Linked DNA regions of Mus musculus: region 2 is linked to region 1. Evidence: chromatin contacts called from public promoter capture Hi-C data. All regions are on one chromosome and are shown on one strand. Each heading gives the region's core, a stretch centred on a gene start, on an enhancer-like site or on the middle of the called end of the contact. The rest is flanking DNA. Distances are from core to core; before and after follow the strand shown. Region 1 overlaps Myorg (myogenesis regulating glycosidase (putative)). Region 2 overlaps Cntfr (ciliary neurotrophic factor receptor).

Region 1 (5,395 bases), core at 273-2,772:
TCCACAAGTACATGGTTCGACGTTACTTCAACAAGCCATCCAGGGTACCAGCGTCAGAGGCCTTCCGAGACCCCATTTGGTCCACGTGGGCACTGCATGGGCGCGCTGTGGACCAGAACAAGGTGCTGCAATTCGCCCAGCAGATCCGCCAGCACCGCTTTAATAGCAGCCACCTGGAAATCGATGACATGTACACGCCCGCCTATGGCGACTTTAATTTCGACGAGGGCAAGTTTCCCAACGCCAGTGACATGTTCCGCCGCCTGCGAGATGCCGGCTTCCGCGTCACACTTTGGGTGCATCCGTTTGTCAACTATAACTCGTCGAGCTTCGGCGAAGGTGTGGAGCGCGAGCTGTTCGTGCGCGAGCCCACGGGCCGGCTGCCCGCGCTGGTGCGCTGGTGGAACGGTATTGGCGCAGTGCTGGACTTCACGCACCCAGAGGCCCGAGAGTGGTTCCAGGGACACCTACGGCGCCTGCGCTTGCGCTACAACGTGACCTCCTTTAAGTTCGACGCGGGTGAGGTCAGCTACCTGCCCAGGGACTTCAGCACCTACAGGCCTCTGTCTGACCCCAGTGTGTGGAGCAGGCGGTACACCGAGATGGCGGAGCCCTTCTTCTCGCTAGCCGAGGTCCGCGTGGGGTACCAGTCACAGAACATCTCCTGCTTCTTCCGTCTAGTGGACCGCGACTCGGTATGGGGCTACGACCTGGGGCTGCGCTCTCTTATCCCTGCGGTGCTCACCGTCAGTATGCTGGGCTATCCGTTCATCTTGCCCGATATGATAGGTGGCAACGCGGTGCCGGAGCGCACAGCCGGCCGCCAAGATGGGCCGGGGCCAGAGCGCGAGCTCTACGTGCGCTGGCTGGAGGTGGCCGCCTTCATGCCTGCCATGCAGTTTTCAATCCCTCCTTGGCAGTACGACGCAGAAGTGGTAGCCATCGCACACAAATTCGCTGCTCTGCGCGCCTCCCTCGTGGCGCCACTGCTGCTAGAGCTTGCTGGTGAGATCACCGACACTGGCGACCCCATCGTGCGCCCCCTGTGGTGGATCGCACCGGGGGATGAAACGGCCCATCGCATTGACTCACAGTTTCTCATCGGGGACACGCTGTTGGTGGCGCCGGTGCTAGAGCCTGGTAAGCAAGAGCGTGATGTCTACCTGCCTGCCGGCAAATGGCGAAGCTACAAGGGTGAACTTTTTGACAAGACGCCGGTGCTGCTCACGGATTACCCTGTCGACCTGGATGAGGTCGCCTATTTCACCTGGGCTTCCTGACCCAGCTCAGAACCTAGGAATCCCACAGCCCTAACCCCAGCCTTCATACAGACTTTTAATCCTCTACCACATGCGAATGCTGAACCCTCAGGAAGACCCACCTCTATACCATCTAGGAAGTGGGCACTGACTTTAAAGCGCTCCAGCCAACAGCTGTAGGTGAGACCTGGGAGGGGAGGAACTGCACCAGCGCACAATCCTAAGAGCCTCGGCTCCTTGCCCATTCACTTCAGTCTGCAGAAAGCCTCTTCCCTGGGTTGTCAGCCAGAAAAAAGGAGAGGTCAAAGGTCTGTTCTTCCTGCTACACAGGGTCTGGTTTTAAAAGTAGAGGGAAACCTCTCCTCCCCTGGTCTTTGTAGCCATCTTTGTCCTCTGAAATGAGGAACCGATCCTCTTTAAAGTTCCCAAATAGTTTTCTACCATATTTAGAAAGTATACGTTTAGCCCAGAGGTGGTGGCGCACGCCTTTAATCCCAGCACTCAGGAGGCAGAGGCAGGTGGATCTTCGAGATCAAGGCCAGCCTGGTCTATAGAGTGAGTTCCAGGACAGCAGAGAAACCCTTCCAAAAACTAAGGAAGGAAGGAAGAAAGGAAGAAGACAAAGTGTACCTCCTTGATGGCAGCAGCTAGGCCATGAGTTCCCAACACACAGTGATTGACCTGGTCCCACTCCATTGGGGAAGAAAAGATACAGATGTTTGGTTTGGCCAGCTGACAAGGAAGCAGTCCATAGAAGAGATGGGCTCAGCCTGAACTAGTTGTCTGTGAAAAGACTCCTAACGTTGCGTTAACATATTTGTATATATGCTGGTCTCAACTTTGGATCTAGACCTGGGGCCAGATGTATCTAGTGGATAGACTTGCAGGGCCATGCAGGCCGGACTCGTTGCCTTAATTCAAGAACCTGTGTCTATGTGTATGTACACATACTTCTGTCAGAGAGAGAGAGACACCCACCATGGGTCTTTGATGCTAGATAAGCCTAGAGGGAAGATAAAGGGGCAGGATCAAGGCTTTGTTTGATCATTGACCTACCCCCCCCCTCAGGTAGATTCCCTAGGACAATGCCAAACCCAGTTTAAGAGTTCCGAAACTGGAGAGTCGGGCTGAGGAACTGAGTTAGGTTGAACTTGGGAAAGCAAGCCCAAGTTCAACCTAACTCCTGCTGTAAAATGGAGAGAACTGTAGCAAATGAACAGCCCTTTAAGATTACCTAGCTGCCTCTCTGAACACACACACACACACACACACACACACACACGCACGCACGCACGCGCGTGCTCTGAGTGAAGCCTTAGTGGGAAAACCATGTTCTAATTCTGGCCGAGATGTGCTTGGCACATGAATGACATTACACACTGATGCCTGCCAACACACGCATGGGGTAAGGGCTTTCATCTCAGTAATTCTCTTGTTCTAAGGAGATCAGCTCCAACTATGGTGGGGTGAGTTTTTCCTGACTTGGAGGCTTGCCAGAGAAGGTGGAGAATGAAGTAGAACTCAGCTTCCCTCTCAGAGCCTGTGCCCGAATCTTTAATGTTCTCTGGGTGAAAGGTCCTGGGGAGAGCTTCGGGGCTCCCCCGATGCCCATCTCCAATGCCAATTCTTTGGTTTCTTCTTCTTGGCAGTGTTGAAGCTAGAACTCAGGGCGCTGAATACTAAGCAAGCATTCTTCCGGGAGCCATATTCGCAGTCTTCGTTTGTCAGTCAGCTGGGTGACCTTGAATAAGCTGCTGCTTACCCCACTGAGCCTCAGTTTTTCCTATGTAAGAGTGATATAAAACCTACCTCTGAGGTCATTTAATAATAAGCACAGACATGTGGAAAGTGCCTGACACAAAGCAGGTGCTCAATAAAAGAGAGCTATTGAAGTAGTATTTGTTGTTTTCTTGCTTAAAAACAAGGATTCTTGGGGGTTTAAAAAGACCGATTTTATGCATAAGCGATGCCTGCATGTATGTATGTATGTATGCATGCATGCATGCATGCACCACATACATGCCTGGTGCTTGTGGAGGTCAGGAAAGGGCATCAGATGCCCTGGAACTAGCGTTATGGATGGTTGTGAGCCACCATGTGGATGCTGGGAACCGGACCCAGGTTCTCTGTAAAAGCAACAAATGCTCTTAACTGCTGAGCCATCTCTCCAGCCTCTTTTGGCCTTGCCCTGTCCTCTGTCCCTGCCAGTACCTCTTGTGCAGTCCAAACATGTCTCTCTCCCTGTACATCGGATCTGGGAAGCCTAGCATTGCTCCAGATGGCCTCCAGCAGCCTTGTAACCACAGCTTACTGGTCTTAGGCTCTCTTGTGTGTGTGTGTGTGTGTGTGTGTGTGTGTGTGTGTGTGTGTGTGTTGGTGAGTGTGACGTACAGCAGTCAGGAGGTAGGGTCTAAATGGCCACTGAGGGGGCTTGGGAATGCGTTTGAATGGATTGAGCTTTAGCCAAGTGGGTTTTCTCAGCCACCATCCCCTGACTTGGGAGCAGAGCATTTCTGGAGCCAGAGCAAGCGTTCTTCTGGTTCTCCTCACCGAGCACCCAGGACCCTTCTTCCCCAAACCCAGGGTGGGCACTGGCCGTTCCAATCCTCTGGCCGCTGTTGAACAAAGACACACAGGGTGCTCTTGCTAAAAGCATTGACTCTTCTCTTGGCCCTCCGGGTGCCCAATGGGTTAACTAAAAACCAGAACAAAAGCTTGGTATGATGACTCCAGTTTGCACCTGTTCCCTTTGCACGGAGTCATTACAGTCTGGTGGATTCCAGGAACAACAGAGCCCCTGGATAAACATCTGTGACAAGGATCAAAACTACCCCCTAACCCCCGGCAACTGAACAAGGCCTGCCAGACCAATCCTAGGATAATGATCAACCAGACCACACTTTGGCCAAAGCTGATTAGCACGTGCTTCTTGCTCCAGCCTCTGTCCCCAGTCCTGTGTAAGCTGGGAACTCCTATGAGGGCCTCCAAGGCCAGGGCTGACAGCATCATCCCCCTTCTCTTCCTGGTATAGTTCTGCTGATTAAAGTTCCTTTCCTGTTTTTCACTTCTCTGTTTTGGAGTCAGGTTTGTTAGGATTCCTGGACTCAAAGACTCCAGCAACAGCCTCCACATGAGACCTCATCAGCCACATACCACTGTTAGAATCTCTGAAGGATGACCCGCAGACTCAAGTGTCTGATCTTGTCCAACCCACACAGCAGTCTAGGAGAGATGTCCAGAGTTCAGTCATGTCCCTTGTGGGGTGGGGATCCAGGCTCTGGTGGTGAAGCCTTCTAAGATCAACTCCTTCTCATGCCTCTGTTTTGCCCAGATCCTCAGGTATATCTAAGTATATGAAGAGCATTTGAAGAAACGCTGCCTTCTGTTCTGGGAACAACTGTACAACTATCCCCTGCCAAGGACAGGTGTGCTCAGACTTAGCCTTGAAGAAAAATGCAATGGCAGCTGGGTGGTTGCCTTTCCTTCCATTGTTTGGCTCCAAGGGCTTCTGCTGACAACCCCTACAGGTTACACCCCAACTCCCAAGGCACAGCCTGATTTTTTTTTTTTTTTTTTATCTTAAAGGTAATCATTTACTTCAGCAAGCCCCAGGATCTCTCCAGCAGCTTGATAAGAGGGGAGCTATTTAACTTTAGGTGGCAAGCCCCAAGCTTGCTCCAAGCAGCATTGGAGGGGATACGAAAAGACTCAGAGGACAGCCCTGTTCCTGTGTGTTCCCAGTCTAGAGGTCAGGGACTCTGTGGTTTTGGACAGCTCTTTGGCTTTCCCACTCCAGGTTACACAATCCAGAGCAGGGGAGAGTTATGGAGCAGTCTGAGCTCTGCCTGCCTACCTATACCATGGCCTCCTTAAGGAAGCAGCAGGAGGAAGCTGGCACCACCCTCCAGCCCCTCAGAGAATTAGGTCAGGCCAAAGGCTAAGATGACTGGAGAGTACGGTCTGTATGGTTGTGAGGGCTGCACCATAGGCACCAGCCCTGCATAGGAATGTCTATTCTAACGTTACTTGAGGTCTTCAATAAATGGCTTCTGTGTAGAAATAAGTCATTGTTTTCAAGGTCAAGAGGACATTTGGATTTCTTAGGACCTCTGAAAGGAAAACTTAGGCCTCCCCTG
Region 2 (5,440 bases), core at 1,045-3,544, 160 kb before region 1:
TCGCTGACAGCCCTCCCCCCACCTTTGGCATCGATGATAGGCTGAGAGGGGGAGTGCTGGGGCTCTGGGGCCCACCTGTCCCCTGACTAGTACAGGGGACCGGAGGCTTCAAGAGGACCCTGACCTCCCTGTCCTGTCCTCACCCCCCTCAGTGCCGCCGCGGGAGCCTGTGCTCAGCTGCCGCTCCAACACTTACCCCAAGGGCTTCTACTGCAGCTGGCACCTGCCCACCCCCACCTACATCCCCAATACCTTCAATGTGACTGTGCTGTGAGTAACTGCGCTCTTGACCCGGTCCCAGCCCTGACCTTTGACCTCCCCCTCTCCTCATCATGTCCTGAGTCTAAGACCCCAGCCCAGCCTTGGGCTTGACCTTCCCCTAGCCTGCCCCAGCCTGCCCCTTGATGATGGTAACAGTACCTGGGCCTCATTCCTTTCCAGGCATGGCTCCAAAATTATGGTCTGTGAGAAGGACCCAGCCCTCAAGAACCGCTGCCACATTCGGTACATGCACCTGTTCTCAACCATCAAGTACAAGGTCTCCATAAGTGTCAGCAACGCCTTGGGTCACAACACTACGGCCATCACCTTTGACGAATTCACCATTGGTGCGTGTGGTCGTGGTGGTGGTGGTGGTGGTGGTGGTGGGGAGATGCTACATGTTCCAGGAGTGAGTGTGTCAGAGGCATGCACGAGTGAGTCCTGCTGTGGATGCTCACACGTGTGCATGATGCCTCCATATATACCCAGGACCATATAAGCAGCTATCCTTTACCTGCAGGGCAGACTTCCCCCATCAGCTCTTTTCATTGTCTCTTTGGCTCAGAGAACATGCAGCAGGCGGAAAAGGGAGCGAGCTGGGCCAGACTCCTGCGCAGCTGCAGGCTCCCCGCACCCCATGCTAATGGCTTCCTTACGGCCTGTGATGAATGAGGTGTCAGAACAGGAGACAGGAGAAGGACAGACACTGCCCTCTCCCCACCTCTTATCCCATCCAGACCCTCTGCCTGCCCTCGCCCTGCTCCAGACAGGCACTGCCTGCTCGTACCCCACCCCGGACAAACCCTTTATTGGTCTCGGAGACTCTCTTGCCTTCCTCTATTCCATCTTCCCTCTCTGTCTTCCCCACGAGATTCACGGCTAGATATTCAGTCAGACCATTGCTCTAGAGCTGAGCCCTCAGATGCCGCCACCATTAGATCCCCAGCTTACCACCAACCCACAGAGCATCCTCAAACCCAGACTCTTCTGAGGGAGCCCAGGCTCAGTTGAGAACTGGGAAACACAAAACCTGAGGGGAAGCTGGCAGAGGACGTGTGTGCTGTGGTGTAAGAGGGGTGATCTGGGTGGCAGTAGAGGTGAGCATGATCGTGGTGCAGGTATCACATAGGCTTTGGGATGCTGGACACCATGAGAGTGGAGTAGTGATAGTTGTGACAGTTAGGATATTGCTACCAAGTGCTGGTAACTCTGCCTAGGGACAGTCAGTGGTGATGGTGGGAACACAGCAGAGGTGGCAATCAGATGGTGTTCAATGTAGTTGCCAGAGCTGACAACAGAGAAGAGAGATGGTGACTGTCAATGGTTGACATCAGAGATGGCTGATCAGGGGCTGGAGTTGACGGTAAAGGGTTGTTCCAGAGCACACTGATGAAGCTATGTTTCCTTAACAGTGAAGCCTGATCCTCCAGAAAACGTGGTGGCCCGGCCAGTGCCCAGCAACCCCCGTCGGCTGGAGGTGACATGGCAGACACCCTCAACTTGGCCCGACCCTGAATCCTTTCCTCTCAAGTTCTTCCTGCGCTACCGGCCTCTCATCCTGGACCAATGGCAGCATGTGAGTATCCTGCCTTGCCCAGATTCCTGGTGCCTGAGCTACACAGTACACAGAGAGAGGAAACTGTGCTCCAGGCAGGATTGGCACCAACAGGGGACCCGATGTGAGTCTGAGAGGCTCGCTGTGGGGAGGGGCGGGGGGGGGGGGGTGGAAGGCATCCCGTGGGTTTGGGAAAATGGATGGGGCCAAGGGAGGCACCCTCATCAGAATACTGGAGAGAAGTGCTGGGGTGGGGGACAGGGCTAGCAGTGTTTCCCACTCAGTACCAACCCCCCAGCTGCTAGTCCCAGCCAGGCGTGGGGCTGTGCTGGATCCAGAGAACAGAATGGTCCCACTCCTCAAAGATTTACAGATGGGCCCAAGGGATTAGAACCAGACATTGGGATTGAGTTTAGATCATGAGGGTTATTTAGGCTCCAATCAATCAATTAGGCCTAGTTTAAAGGTCAGTTTGAGGTTATAGGTCAGGTGGTGTCCTAGGCTGGGAATCAAACAGTGGACAAGGGTCAGTATGGGGAGAAGCTACGGTCTGGATATTGATCAAGTTCTGATGGAGAGTCTAGGAAATGGCCAGAGATCTGAATGCTTGTAGGCTTTCTCATATGGAGAGCCCCCGGCCCTATAGGCTGTGGGCACTCTGGGTGGCCCTTGAGCTCTGGGCTAGTACTAGAGTTGGAAGTGTTCCGTGAGGCAAGCCAGTCTGTCTCCTGGGGGTCAGCTTGAACCCCCACCAGGCTCCAGTGCCATCTCCTTATGCCCTTCTCCTGTCTGGCCTTTAAAGTCTGTAATCTGATTCCTAGGTGCCTGTCCTGGTTGTAGGCCTGGCCCCCACAAAGGCTACTCACACTCTCACGTGTTCCCTGACAGAGTCCGGAGTCCCTCCTGCCTGGCCAGCTGCCCGAGCCTAATGCATTGCTAATAACCAGGGTCTGGTTTCACAAGCCCCCTCCCCCGCTAACGAGCTACAGGCAGCAGCTCTGCGCGATGCAGCGCACACGCCTTGCAGTGGAGCTGGCACACTGCCCACCACACATGGGAACACACACACACACACATACACACAGCTTCCAGCAGGAATCATACTGCAATCATGCATGGGGCCAACATGCCAAGGATCATACCGTGGGCAGAACTCACATCTACTCTGGGAACATCCATGTTCTATGGTATGAGAACATGCATGTACTATAGCACGTCACAGCCTTCTTCCAGGTTTCACAGGCATTGGAAATGGTTAGACTTGTGGCTCTTTTCAACTTGAATTTTGCATAGAATATATTCCCTGTCCTTGATCTTGGAGAGTAACAGGTGTGTGACTGTAAGAGGAGAGCAGAGAAAAAGATCGTTTGGATATTCAGGGAAAATATGAGCTGTGAATTATAAAGGTGGTATGTCAGAGACTGTCTCGGCATGGACAAGGTAAAGCAGGAACTGGAGCCCAGTATGGGAATCCGGTGTCACCTGCTCTTTTCCTAAGTCACCCAGGAGGCTTGAGGGCAGTGTCTGACATTTGCGGCTGACTTGGGAGACAGCTTCCAGGCTAGTGGTCGTCAGTAACAGCTCTTGTTAATTGAAGGGTCCGTCTCCTAAGGATCAGTGACAACCTAGCCAGAAGGGGCCAGGCCTAAGATTGTCACTATCCAGAGATCACTGGCAAGAAGTGTAGTGTCTCAAGTCCACCATTGAGGTGGCAGCTTGGTCTATGCCCCTTGGCTCTTCTCTTTGTCTTTGGGAAAAGACATGTGGGAATCTGTAGGCCAAGAGAGAGGGGAGCTGATTGGTCAGAGGGAATCTTTATAGACAGAGTAGACTGGGGTACAGATTGGGACTGGCACACCCCCCACCATGACAGGAGGGCTTTTGGTGGCCACTCATCTTCCAGGGCTGGGGGTAGGATTGGCTTGGGCAGGGTCTAGGCTCAAGTGTATTTCAGCATGACCCTGACCTTAACCAGGGTCTCCAGCATCAGGACCACAGACTCAGAACTAGGAGGGCTTCCTGCACACACACACACACACACACACACACACACACACACACACGGCACGCATGCATGTGTATAACAGACTAGCAGGTCAGGTGGCCTAGACCTTATATTTCTGGGGAGACGATTGGAACAGGAACCAAAAGGGCCCTAAAGCCAGACATGGCCCAAAGCAGCCCCCTCCTTCGCCCCCACCGGCTGCCCCTGTTTACGAGGCCGCTTAATGAGGCAGCGGGTGCCGCTGAGATGAACCAGAGCCCAGGCTGGGCTTGGGAGGGGCGCCGGACAGGCAGGCCGCCCTGGAGACTGGGGGGAAGACCAGCAGGATGAGGCCAGCAAGTGCGGGGGTGGGGGGGGGTGTAGTGATGCCATGCCTCAGGGAGAAAGGGAGCATCAATCCTGTCACCCTAGGGGCTGTGCCCCCCCTTCCCACTTCTAACACTTGAGGGGAGAGGCCCTGCTGGGGCTGGGTGGGGGGTACACTGGCTCTGGGCTGAAACCCACACTGAAGTCTGGTTGGTCTTTTCCTAGTGGCTTAGGCCTCATTCTAAGCCTAAGGCAGGTACTGTCATTAACACTTAGTTATAGAGAGGCAGTGCAGCTTGGCCTCTGAGTTAGGGAGAGATGGAGGCAAGCTTTTATTTAAGCATCTTCTCTCCAGCAGGCTTGGTGCTTGTGACCTTTTACTTAATGGCTCACTGAGAGGAGGTAGCCCACCCCCACACTGCTGCCCAGTAGTTTCCCCCTTGGCACCCCAGTGTCTTGGATTAAGGCATCACAGCTACTGAGCAAAGTCCTTCTGGAGGCAGTCTAGCCTCCCTCATGCCTGAGGCCCCTCCCCTAGTTCTAGGTCCTGATGGCTTTACTCTCCCACAGAGACTGAAGGACATTCACGGTGGCCCTCTCCCCGAAGCCAGGCCCTCACTCCCTCCAGGGATATATTCGTGTCCCTCTCCCCAGATGTGTCTTTGCTTCCCTTGTGGGGTCGGGGGCTCACGTCGACCCCGTCCCGTGCCTGGGCCCGCAGGTGGAGCTCTCGGATGGCACAGCACACACCATCACAGATGCCTACGCAGGGAAGGAATACATCATCCAGGTGGCAGCCAAGGACAATGAGATTGGGACATGGAGTGACTGGAGCGTGGCTGCTCACGCCACACCCTGGACTGAGGAACCTCGGCATCTCACAACAGAAGCCCAGGCCCCCGGTGAGCCTGCCTGTCCCCAGCCCCGCCCCGCCCCACTCCGCCCGGCCCCGCCCCGCTCCACCCCTCCCCACTCCGCCCGGCCCCGCCCCGCCCTGTGCTTTATGCCCTCCAGCTCCTCCTGGGAGCAGAGCCTCTGCCACACACCCTCTCTGGCTGTGACAGACATACCCATCTACCCAATGCCTGTGTTCCTAGTGTTGTTTTCTACATGTCCTTGGTAGGGATTTCTGGGTGCGGTAGTCACCTATGAGCGGGATGGGAGAGGCAACCCTAACCTCATCAGGAAACAGCAACAATGTAACTTCACAAAACCCCAGATCTGGGTGTGACCCAGCCCTGGCTCTGCCCTGAGTTTCCCCCATGCTCCCCAGAGACCACGACCAGCACCACCAGCTCATTGGCACCCCCACC

The links. Capture Hi-C pulls out chosen DNA fragments and counts their contacts.
Region 2: a contact with region 1 is called in a promoter capture Hi-C map of liver. The contact joins two enhancer-like sites. A contact is called at or near these places in 2 of 39 promoter capture datasets (the C10 cell line and embryonic stem cells), 1 of 484 Hi-C or Micro-C datasets (bone marrow-derived macrophages), 23 of 115 datasets of contacts at active chromatin or transcription factors (the NIH/3T3 cell line, bone marrow-derived macrophages, craniofacial prominence and 13 more) and 5 of 9 other capture datasets (adipose tissue, embryonic stem cells, liver and 2 more).

What each region holds. Positions count from the first base shown.
Region 1 is chr4:41,493,363-41,498,757 of GRCm38.p6, reverse strand. It overlaps Myorg (myogenesis regulating glycosidase (putative)), which reads left to right. Exons shown (of 2, transcript NM_001085515.2): 2 at 1-3,157. The coding sequence ends at 1,280. Among named protein-coding and RNA genes, the nearest start is that of Myorg, 7.0 kb to the left of the region's middle. Within about 2 kb of position 1,522, at least 41 of the 459 cell types and tissues checked have an H3K27ac peak or open chromatin away from gene starts, as enhancers often do. A contact at or near this core is called in craniofacial prominence and liver, where this site is marked.
Region 2 is chr4:41,658,370-41,663,809 of GRCm38.p6, reverse strand. Cntfr (ciliary neurotrophic factor receptor) reads left to right here. Exons shown (of 10, transcript NM_001136056.3): 5 at 153-270; 6 at 442-608; 7 at 1,674-1,837; 8 at 4,849-5,029; 9 at 5,401-5,440. Among named protein-coding and RNA genes, the nearest start is that of Gm12405, 18 kb to the right of the region's middle. Within about 2 kb of position 2,294, at least 27 of the 459 cell types and tissues checked have an H3K27ac peak or open chromatin away from gene starts, as enhancers often do. A contact at or near this core is called in craniofacial prominence and liver, where this site is marked.